Linked DNA regions of Mus musculus: region 2 is linked to region 1. A link is a contact called in public HiChIP or PLAC-seq data. All regions are on one chromosome and are shown on one strand. The core of a region is the stretch at or near the end of the contact, and the rest is flanking DNA. Distances in the headings are between cores, read along the strand shown. Region 1 overlaps Prkce (protein kinase C, epsilon). Region 2 has its middle 15 kb from the start of Gm52297.

Region 1 (5,892 bases), core at 1,372-3,871:
CAGACCTTTAATTCCAGCATCTCCGAGCTAGAGACCGAGATGAGTTCCTGGCCAGCCAGGCTACATAGTGAGTGAGACTCTTGTCTCAAAAACACTCCACAAGACAAGATCTTGACCTTGAAGATAAAGACCCAACAGAAGTATCTAATTCTGGAGTGGGCAAAGCAAAGGGATTCTGCTGACATCTGAAAAGCCGTTTCTCGGAAGTGTAGTTACAGTTTCAGCACGCATGCCCTGAAGTGCGTGGTCCCCGCACGCAGATGGCCTTCCCGCCTTCTGATGGACAGAATTAGGTAAAGCTTTCACTAGCTGGGCGATGCTCACCCTCCAACCCAGGAGCCTAAGAGGACAGGAGAGGTGACTGCGTGCTGTTCGGGGAGTCTCAGAAAGTGGTCGCCTAAGTGACACCTACTTCCCCCCTTGTTGGGAAATAAGGAATTTCAAAAGAATGTGAGAAAACAAGACAGACTAAACTATTGTTTTGGACTAAGGTTCTCAGTGGACTTTCAGAGATAACCACTTCCATATGACCAAAGCATACTAGATAGACAGCATTCTTTTAAGGTGCAGGGTTCAAACAGCCATCTCTCCCATTTTTCTTTCTTAATAGACACCTTTAAAAATTAGGGGGGGGGGGGAGTGTGTGGCAGTGTGGATAGAATCCAGGCTTGGCCACACCACCCGAGCCTCTCCGGTGGCCCCACAGACAGAGCTCACTGGTTATTGCTTAATTCTGTATCGTTCAGGACTATATCACCACTACTGATTGCCATTTAAAAAAAAAACCTATTGAATAGGAACAATTTGAAGAATCGCTATCATAAAACATCAAGTCCCAGCTCTGAAATCGGGCAGAATTTAGATAAAAAATTTGGAAAGGTCAAGAATGTCTAAGGGTCACATAGATTCAAGCATGATCTTGCAAGTTTGGAAAGTAGGTCACCGTCCCCCTCCTTCATATTCTGGTTGCAAATGACGTGTACCGCTGAAGGTCTCAGTAGCAACAGCAATGGCTCCGCCCAGCCCTTATCCCCCATACTCATGGGTAATGGCAATGTCCACAGCCTGGGCCATGACAGAGACACGTGCGAGGATGAAGGAGAGCATTGTGTCACACTAAGGATCCCACAGAAAGAACCTGGCTTGGTGGATCACAAGAGCAACAGAGCCAGAAGAGGCACTAAAGGGACGGCTGGTGCTTAGCAGCCCTTGTAGCTACTGCAGGGGGCTTGGGATCATATCCCAGAACCCACAAGGTGACTCACAAGCATCTGTAACCACTCCATTTCCAGGGAATCCCACACCCTATTCTGACCTCTGCAGGGACCATACATACATGTAGAGCACAGTCATACATGCAGGCAAAACACTCATACACACAACATAAATAAACAAATCTTTTAAAAAGGTACATGAAGTGGGGGGAGAGGGCGCGTCAGGGTGCTTGTGGGGTGACACGTTGTTTACATTTATGATATGAACAGTAAATAAATAAAAGATAGTCTACTAAAACTGTAAATAGAGTGCTGCCTTCTAAAATACTTTCTGTTATCAGTATTAGGCCAGCGCAACATTTTCTAGTTCCCACTGTATGAACTGTCACCAAAACCAGACCATAGGTATCCTAAAAAAATGTTTCCCTAATTCTTCTATCTAATCTAGAAAAGCGATAGCATTCAGTCAGGCTCTGCATCGGGTGTGGGCTGCCGTAACCAGAGCCCCTGGGGCTGGGTTTAAACCCTTTGTTTGCTAGAACTGCCCCTCCGTCATCACCAAATACCTCTTATTAAAGAAAGTATCAGCAGAAGGAAATCTGATTAACTGGTGACTACCAAAGAGTACGGAGTACGGAGGAATGCATCGCTGCGATATAGGCAGCTTCAGTTATCAAAGGAATGAGGCTGAGTCTCTCAGGGAAGTTAATGATTTCCATAGACACTAAAATGTCATTAGCCAGTGGAGAATCTGAGGACCCACGCCTGGGACAGGTATTCACAGAGGAAGGGAAATTCTGTGAAGTCATTACAAATGTATCTCCCGCCCTCTCCCCGGGTTCCTATCGTGAGTTTGATAGGAAAGCGCTGCTCCCGTTCCTACCGAACAGGAATCACCCAGAAGAAAACAGTGAGACCTCAATCGGACCAAACACTTGACAAATTCTTTCTTGTCAGTTTTCAAGATGGTCAGAGTAGCACGGTAGCTGGGCTCTCTATCCTGGGAGCGCGGTTTACTTCTATTTAAAATAAAAACAAACAAACTCGGCCTGTTTCATAGAGCTCCAAACAGCTCTGTCCCCACCGGGTGGGGTTTAGAGCGCAGCTGCAGACACTGTAGTCTGCTTATGAGCTCAGAAATTATTTCAGCGTCTTCGTTTCAAACAGACAAAAGTAGGACCAGACAGGGCAAGCTTCTACGGCTCTGCTTTTTGAGAGCTAGTCCTACTCTTATTTTTCTTCCTGTCTAACTTTAGAATTTTGTATATGAAAGGAAATATTTGCCAATACTGGAAACCAGAAGCTTCAGAGTGTATCCTTCTAGAACGGCACCCGTTTGGTCACCTCGCTCAGTTAAACTATTTTAGGTCTCCAGTCTCCTCTTCCTGCCTGGATGAGTCACAAAGACCCACTTGCCTTGCTAACTACTCTCGCCACCTAGTGGCTGAAATGGTTAACTGCAAGATACTTGGTAAGGTCTGTAGGGAGAAAATTGTTCGCTTTTCTCCATTGGGCATTTTTTTGTTTTGTTTTGTTTTTTGTTTTGTTTGTTTGTTTGTTTTGCTTTTTCGAGACAGGGTTTATCTATGTAGCCTTGGCTGTCCTGGAACTCACTTTGTAGACCAGCCTGGCCTTGAACTCAGAAATCTGCCTGCCTGTACCTCCCAAGTGCTGGGATTAAAGGCGTGAGCCACCACTGCCCGGCCCCTTTAGCCATTCTTAATGTGAATGCTAAGAATCTATCTAGTAAGATGGAGAAACTGCTTGAATATCTATGCATTTTGTTTAAGTGCATAACATGTACATTAATCCTTCAATTTAGTGAAAAGGATACAGGAAATGAAAGGACCTATGGTCAGGAGTGGGAGGGGAAATGCAATCTGCCAGTAAGGAGAGCATTGCTGTGGGTCTCAGAGAACCCCAGGCAGCATCCTTTCCGGCTTTCCCGTTTACTGCTTAGTCCTCAGTTTGTGTCCTGTTTCTAATTCCCAAGCACAGCTTTAGCAATCTAGCGGGACGCTCATGACACACGGCCCGTGGCTTGCAGGAAGAGACTGACTGGATGGAGCAAGCCCATCCATGTGCCAGGAAGACCCACAGGGAGACCACAGCACACTCCCTGGCTCTCAGCCCTGCCTTCCATCTTGTCTTCAGCAGGAGCCTTCGTCTAGCTGGCTCGACTCACGTCCCCAGCCCTCAACAGCACTGTACTCCTAGCAAGGAGTATTTAACTGAAGAGTGAATGGGGGCAAGGTGCCAACAGGACACTCAGGACTGCCAGCCCTGTGCTGAGGTGACCAGGTGGCAGCCCCGATTAGGTGCCAAGGAGGCACTGAAATTTTCTCTAGCATGCATTTTTTTCTTTGTCATTCTGGGTATCAGACCCCGGTGTTCAGGCATGCTGGACAGGTGCTGTCCCATTGAGCTACCCCCCCCCCCCATCCTCAGAGCTAAGCCCAGGCCCCTGTCCACACTAAGCACAGGCTCCAGTACTGAGCTCCACTCCAGCCCGTCTACAGGAACCATTTTAAGGAAGGACTCAGTTTCCATAAACTGACTGAAAGGGCCTCTCTGGGACACTGGGCTAACCACAACATTGGCCAGGGAGGAATCAGAGACAATAAAACAAACTAATTTTTCAAAAACAAAAAACAAAAAAACCAAACAAACAACAACAAAACAAACAAACAAACAAAAAAACAGAATGAAGAGCAAACCATTACAGAAACAAACAAGCAGACCTTCTGTCTGACTGTAAGACTGACAGGTTCATCCGTGAATCCTTGGGTCCCGGGGATGAACACCAGGTAGACACCAGTGAGAGGGTAGAGGGACCCTGGTGAGCCCAAGGTCTTCTGGCTCTGAATCCTCTGCCACAGTGGCCTTCAGGGACCTGGGAGGCAAAGCCATCTTTGTGTGCCTAGCATGAGAGGGCACCACTGATCATAGTGGCTTTCCTGTCTCCCTCCAAAAGTCTCTCAGTCACAGTGACTGTGTGGTCACCTGGGCCATGGTGACTCTGAGACCCACTTCAAGCCTCATCTACAGTGGGTGTCATGACGTATTTGTGAGCAGCAATGATATTCCAGTATAGCAGGCTCCTGGGCTGTTCACACAAAGCTCATGAAGAGGCCAGCCTGTGTGACTTCACACATCATGACTGGAGCAGGAGGGCCTACACTGGTTATCCATTTTGTTAACTTCAGTTCTAAGGGGACTGGAAATACATTTCTGTAATAAACCACTATGTCCTTCAGAGAAAATATATGTTGGACCAAATGGCCCTTCTCTCAACTTCCAATAGTGAATAATTCTGAGCCCAAGAAATGTTCTCATATTCATTAATAAAATATAGAATATGCTGGTGGTTGGGGTGGTGGCACATGCATTTAATCCCAGCACTCAGGAGGCAGAGCAGGGAAATCTCTTGTCAGTTTGAAGCCAGTCTGGTCTACAAAGCAAGTTCCAGACCACTAAGGGTTATATAGTGAAACTCTGTCTCAAAACAAAAGCAAACAAAGAAATGAACGGAACACAGAGTGACTACCATTCAGTTTATTCACTCCGAATGTTTGCTCCCTTTAGATGGTAAGGTTGCAAATGTCCAACCCTGAGCGGAAAGCGATAAGGAGACCTCGTATATTAACCAGACGCACCGTCACCGGCATTCTGAACATTCAACAACTCTTGCTTGTTTGCTTCAAAAATAATTCAGATGCTGCCTTAAGCAGGCAGGTACGAGAGGCAGGCCGGTGGCCCAGGCCAGACACAAGTGCTTGAGAATGCCACAAGGGACAGGCGTAAGGGCAAACAGTCAAGGGCGAACTGCCTCTCGGATTGGCTTATCTCTGCAAAGACCCCATGAGTGAGGGCTGGCCTCCTCCAATCCCGGGGACCTTAAAGATGTATTCTTTTCAACCAGGCAGTGGGACGCTCTGTGCTGTATTGGCTAAGCCATGTTGCTGTTTAAACAAGGTACACGGAGAGGCTCATCCCTGAGTGACGTAAGAGGCTCCTGCTGAGGCAGAAGATTCTTCTGGCCAAAAGGAAACCAAGTGCAGATACATGGAGAGCACACTTTTATTTGAGCTTATCGTTTTAAGTGGTTGCAGGGTTATTCGGTGTGACCTAACCCACGGAGTTAGGGACATCTAGAAGGACAGACGGATTCCATTGCTATAGCGAGCAGTCTTTCTGAACATCTTTACTAGATGTTTTCATCTGTAACCATCCCTCCCCCTCCCCCTGCCCCCTAATGCCTCTTGTCTCCAAGTTGGATTTCTGGGAATTAAAATCCCCACTGCCTGGCAGCTTTGGCCGAACTCTGGTTTGAGCAAACAATGACCTGGATTGGCAACTCCTTCCACCCTTGCCCAGCGAGTGCCAGGGTCGAGAGCTGGATGGGTTGTGAGGCCACCGGGTGCATTGTGTAATCGGCCATGGCCACTACATCCTAGACACTTGTGTCCTCCCAGGAGAGAAGAAGCAGAAGCTACCCCGCCCCCCGCCAGCTTTGTCTACAGCTCTGTGATTGATTCCCTAAGGCTTCCTCTAGATCAGTGAGCCAAGCAGCAGTTCATCAGATCTTTTCCCACTTCAAACCGAGAAAATAGTCCTAGGTTGGGTCAGAATCTACATGTTGCCTCTCCTGACGTTGCTGTCTGGGGCTCTTCTCCCT
Region 2 (5,892 bases), core at 1,047-3,546, 150 kb before region 1:
TCTGTCCCTTCCACAGGATTCCCAAATTCTACTTAATGTTTAACTGTAGATCTCTGCATCTGTTTCCATCAGTTGTTGGGTGAAGTCACTCTGACGACACTTATGCTAGGCTCTTGTCTTGTTAAGTTTTAGCTTTATCGGCATGGAGAGTTATATGAATATATGTAGAATGGTGTAGTTTCATAAGGCTTACTACAAAAATTAGCAACTCATCTCCCAGGAACCCCAATCACTGCTTGATAAAGGCAGCCGGCTGCAGAGACTTCGGGGTGCTCACTCTAGGAGGTGTTTCCTCAGTGCATCAGCATGGTATGATGTACATGCTAGCTCCAGGGGTTATGCTTCAGAGAGGGGCTTTCCTCTCAGCTTTACAGAAGACTTGACACTGATTCAGCTTCAGACCCCAGCCTGGGCTGTGTAAGTCTCTTCTCCATGTGTTCGGGTCCATCAGGTTTTCCCTCCACGGAGTCTCTGCAGGGACCTGCCTTCAGACTCTCCTGACCTTGTCCAGGTCTCTCTCTTTGACCTCTGTACTTGGCACATGGCTCTTGTATTGGGCAATCTTCTCTCTGTCATTCTCGTGGCTTTTTTTCTCTTTCTTGGATTGAATTCTTTACTACCTGGACCCTGTTTCCCCAGGATTTCTGGGAAAGAAGTTTTCCAACTTTGTTTCTATTTTTTTAAATTAACATTTAATAAATGATCCTTTTTGGGGATAAAATTATAGGTTTAAATCATTTCTTTCCTTAGACTTTTCAACTACTTTGTTAGATTGTGTTCATGACTCATTATCTATGGCATTACATGTTATATAGTCTTGCTGTTGAGAAACATAGTACCGTGATCATTCTACATGCTTACACACAACATTCTTTGTGTTGCTTCTTAGAACCTTGTGAATTCCCCTTTTTAGTTTTAAGTGTTCTGAAAATTTACAGTCACATACACTGGGTGAGGGTCTGTTTTACCCACTGTGTTTGAAACCTGAAGAACCCTGTAATCTGGAATCTAATAACTTCTCATGTAGAACATTTTCTTCTGTAGCCTCCCAAATATTGAATCGTGAATCATCTGGCCCTAGTCCTTTAATTTCATAATCTTTGTACTTCCTCACTATTTCAATCTCCCTTCATTCTGCTCTCCTGAAAGTTTCCTCATTCTTTTTAAAAAATCATCTTCTCTAAGATTATAAATTACAGGGCTTGTGGTGGTTTGAATATGCCAGGCAGTGGTACTATTTGGAGGTATGGCCTTGTTGGAGTAGGTATGGTCTTGTTGCAATAGGTGTGCCACTGTGGGCATGGGCTTTAAGACCCTCATCCTAGCTGCCTGAAAGCCACTCTTCCCATAGTAGCCTTCAGATGAATGTTTAGAACTCTCAGTTCCTCCTGCACCATGCCTGCCAGGATGCTGCCATACTCCCGCCTTGATGATAATGGACTGAACCTCTGAACATGTAGGCCAGTCCCAATTAAATGTTGTCCTTAACAGAGTTGCCTTAGTTATGGTGCCTGTTCACAGCAGTAAAACTCTTAACTAAGACAGGGGCTGGAGAGATGTCTCAGCTGTTAAGGGCACTGGCTGCTCTTCTAGAGAACAGGGTCCAATTCTCAGCACAAGTATGAAAGCACTCACTACTGGTTTTTATTCCAGTCCAGGGGATCTGAGAAACTCTTCTGGACTCACCAGCTATGGACACATGTAGTGCATAGTCATACATACAGACAAACCACTGGTACATATAAAACAAAAATAAAATTAAATAAAAGATTATAAAGTGGTATCAGATTGAACACACAATTTTGAAAAAAAACCTTTTTCTTTTTTAGATTGGATATTAAATAGTACAAGGATGTAAGTCTCTTTCTTTTCTTTTCTTTTCTTTCTTTTCTTTTCTTTTCTTTTCTTTTCTTTTTTCTTCTTCTTTTAGTTTTTAAAGACAAGGGTTCTCTGTGTAACCCTGGCTGCTTTGAAATTCACTTTGTAGACCAGGCTAGCCCTGAACTCAGAGATCACCTGCCTCTGCCTTCCGAGTGCTGGAATTAAAGGCATGTATTATCATCACCCAGTGGGTATTAATTTGTAATATAAATCTTAAGGAAAAAACAAACAGGTGTTTACCTGCTCACCCAGAACTGTTTCTGCACCAACCGTGGATGGCTTCAAGGAGCCACGATACTTCTTGTACGACTGAGCAGCTGGCAGTTACAGAGGCCACCCGACCCTGACTGTGCACACAACTGGAGTGAGGATGGGGTTGGAAAAGCCAGGAAAGAGGAAGTCCAGGGTAGGATGTAAAAGAGGAAGGACCTCTTCCCTCAGCATGCCAGGCTTCACCTACTCTGACATAAAACTACTAAGACAAGCCTATCTTAAGTCCTCCAAGGCTCTGAAACTGACATCTATCATATTTACTTGCTACAAAGACCTTGGAAGGGGCTTATTCCTCAAAGATGATAAAGGAACATCTCACTGGTAGACCAACACTTGCAGATTCCTGGAAGCTCATGGAGGAGAGGTGGTAGATGAGTTGGTTGGGAGAAACCCTTGCTGCTCAAATGTTTGGCTAAAAGGCTCGTGAACAAGCATGGACTAAGATACCAACCAGTGACTAGGTTGAGTATTTTCCATCTCTCTCCCGGACAAATGAACCCAGTGTGGCTCCTCCAATGATGTCACTGTCACTGCCTAAGGATTCCTGGGCTCTCTCTGTGGACATCAGTGCTATCCAGAGGACCTTTCAGTAGTGGGGAACCCAAACTTGAAGAGACCCTTGCAAAGCTCAGGCTCTGATGTAGTTCCATAACTAGAGGAAGGTAGCAGAAATCCCCAAAGCTGTGACAACACAGGTATAGTTGAAACCTGTTAGGTCTTGACTGCAAGCTGAGCAGTGAGGAGGCAGCTGCTGTACTCAGATTTAATAGAACCTGGAGGGCCTGTGTTATGGCTGACACTGTCAATTTGGAGGAACACCCCTTCCCTGTAGAACACTGAAGCTGGGATTATCCAACCAGTTTACCTGATAGAGTTCCTCTTTTTGCTGACGTGGAACTTGCTCCCCTAAGTCCTATTTATAAATCAAGCCTATCTGACATACTGTTCCTAACTTGTTGTAGGGCCAACTCTTTAACGCATTACGGATCCTAGATTTAGATCCTCGTGTTTAGCCAGGAGCAGCTCATCACAGGAAAGGGTGACTCGGATGCGCAAATGATGATTTCTTTTATTGATTTGACCTAACAAAATGCCTGCTAGACATTGGGAAGTCTGGTAGTACTGAAGATACAAAGATAAAAAGGATATAACATAATAATAGGGGAAAATGAGGGGGGGAACCCAACTAAGACTCCGCACACGTTGTCCAAGGGTTGATAAGTATTTCTATAAGGAATCAAGCAGTACATATTTCGTTCTTTGTGTGGCTCTGTGAGAATGATTAAACTCTGCCAAGAGAGCAGACAAGCCACTGGCATGTGGAAACGAACATTATGGCTATATTCCAGTGTAACTTTGTCTTAAAGGCAGCCCGCAATTCTGACTTGAATGCTGCAGTTTGCTACCCAAGCATTATCCAGCCTCTAATGATGTCCAGCCTGCCCTGAAGTTTTAGTGACCATTCAAGAAAAAGGGGGGAGGGGGAAAGAGGACACCGATGAAGAGATTTTTGAATGGATCAGTAGGTAGACATAGGATGGTGTAGACAATGGGATTAGCAGACAAGAAACCCTAAATGAGTATGATTCATACAATAACAATACGAAGGGCCAGTGGTTAGATGATCACTGATGGTGGGCTTCAGCACAGGCCAGTGAGAGCAGCCATGAAGAAAAGCAGTATTCTAAAAGCTTCTTAGCACACACCAGTAGTTAATGGTTCCCCAATTGTCAAAGGAAGAGTCTACTACTTAGGCTGCTAAGAAAAGGCGAATGTGTGTGCTGTTCCTAGAGAACGCAGGATCTGAGAATGAGGAGGAAAGAAATAAGACAACAGACTGTATTTTTCAGACGTAGATGTATTTAGAAAACGAGTGACCTTTGATAGAGAAACCTGGATTCTTCAGTGAGACTGATGGCGGGCATTCGGACATATGGTCACAGTGGTGGTTTGAATATGATCGGCCCAGGAAGTGGCACTTACGTGGTAGTGTGGCCTTGTTGGTGTAGGTGTGGCCTTGTTGGAGGAAGTGTGTCACTGTGGGGGTGGGTAATGAGACCCTCCTCCTAACCACGTGGGAGTCAGTCTCCTAGCAGCCTTCAGATAAAAAGGTAGAACTCTTAGCTCCTTTATCACCATGCCTGCCTGCACGCTGCCATACTTCCCACCATGATGATAATGGATTGAACCTCTGAACCTGTAAGCCGGTCCCAATTAAATGTTGTCCTTAGAAGATTTGCCACGTTCATAGCAGTAAAACCCTAACTAAGACAGACACCAAACAAAGTTGCAATCAATGAGGACAGGTCCAGGTGGAGCTTTGGTGGGTACCTGTTGGAGAAAAGAACACTTTCCTCACAAGAGCGCATCAGTCTGCTCGTTGTGAGGTTGAATAACAGGCTAGCCACAGACAAGACATATTCATAAAACTCAGTGGTTTTGTTTTTTTGTTGTTGTTTTGCTTTGTTTGTATTTTTTAAATCCCAGGAAAGGAGGAGCTGAGTGAGGAGTGTAAAGTATGGAGGAAGGTAAAAAACCCCAACAAGCTAAAAACAATGAAAAGGCCTCAGGGTAGCAGTATACAGGAAGTATTCACAAACGTAACTCCATGAGCCTGCCTGATGAAGAGCTGGATCGGGAATGTACTGGTCTGTAGGTCTGCAGAGAGCAGCTACGTTGTAGAGCACTCACAGGGAACATACTCTACTGCCCAGCAAAAGATGAAGGTTTCAGGAAAGCATTTCAGTGTTTCTTAAAAATTCACACCCAACACAGCAATAGTTTCTACGTCAAAAGAATTACAAAGACGAAGCCTAAGCATGCAGGGAAGACACAGCGAGGAGCTGGACGATGCTGATGAAACCATGGAGACTGTGATCATGAACTGACACTGACCAGGAAGAGAAAGGGCCACAGGGAAACAAAGATGAACGGAAAGGGAAGTAATGCACAGTGAGCTAAAGGGCTGGCAAGACGGCTCAGTGGGAACAGGCACTTGCCGCCAAATCTCATGATCTAAGTTCAAGCCCCAGGACCCACAGGATGGAAGGAGAAATTGACTTTTGCAAGCTGATCTCAACCCCACACAGATACTCTGAATGAATGAATGAATGAATGAATGAATGAATGAATGAATAAGTGGGTGAATAAGTAAGACAGAAAATTTTTAAAGAACTTGGGAGACCTTAAAAAGGCAAAGCAGGTTAATGTGTATATACGTGGAATTACCCATGGTTACAAAGGATGGGAAAAAATGAAACATATTTGAATGTCCTAAAGAGCACAAGGACTCACCTGACCTGAAAGGTAGCCAAGGTTGATACCCAGAGGTGTGCTACATGCCAGAGCAAAGTCATTAACCCAGAACCATCAGCACCGAGGTATAAACATCAAGTCAACACTAGGACAAAGGGAGACGCCGTCTTTGCAGTCAGCCATAGATTATTACTTTTTAAAAGGAAAAAAAAAAGATTGTCTCAGGTTTTGCTAACTCTTTGAATGAATTAAATATCCCAATCTACAAACTTGTTAAATGCTTTTATTTTTAATTATTCTTGAATGCCTCAATGTTTTATAGTTTCCTCAGTGTGGTATTCATTTATTTCTGTTTTGTGTTTTAAAATGTTAAGTTTGTAGTAACTATTTCTCTCTCTCTTTTTTTTTTGACAGTGGCTCATGTAACCCAGGATAGCCTAAGACTTGTCATATACCTTAGGATGGCCTTGACCTTCTGTTCTA

The links. HiChIP or PLAC-seq counts read pairs in DNA pulled down with a chosen protein or histone mark.
Region 2: a contact with region 1 is called in an H3K4me3 HiChIP or PLAC-seq map of bone marrow-derived macrophages, with 4 times the contacts expected there. The contact joins two enhancer-like sites. A contact is called at or near these places in 4 of 39 promoter capture datasets (the 3T3-L1 cell line, 3T3-L1-derived adipocytes, liver and 1 more), 3 of 484 Hi-C or Micro-C datasets (liver, nephron progenitors and uterus) and 4 of 115 datasets of contacts at active chromatin or transcription factors (bone marrow-derived macrophages, embryonic stem cells, extraembryonic endoderm stem cells and 1 more).

What each region holds. Positions count from the first base shown.
Region 1 is chr17:86,532,755-86,538,646 of GRCm38.p6, reverse strand. All of the region lies in intron 10 of Prkce (protein kinase C, epsilon), which reads right to left. Among named protein-coding and RNA genes, the nearest start is that of Gm30284, 91 kb to the right of the region's middle. Within about 2 kb of position 2,621, at least 124 of the 459 cell types and tissues checked have an H3K27ac peak or open chromatin away from gene starts, as enhancers often do. A contact at or near this core is called in bone marrow-derived macrophages, where this site is marked.
Region 2 is chr17:86,681,850-86,687,741 of GRCm38.p6, reverse strand. It overlaps the pseudogene Gm18832. Among named protein-coding and RNA genes, the nearest start is that of Gm52297, 15 kb to the right of the region's middle. Within about 2 kb of position 2,296, at least 4 of the 459 cell types and tissues checked have an H3K27ac peak or open chromatin away from gene starts, as enhancers often do. A contact at or near this core is called in bone marrow-derived macrophages, where this site is marked.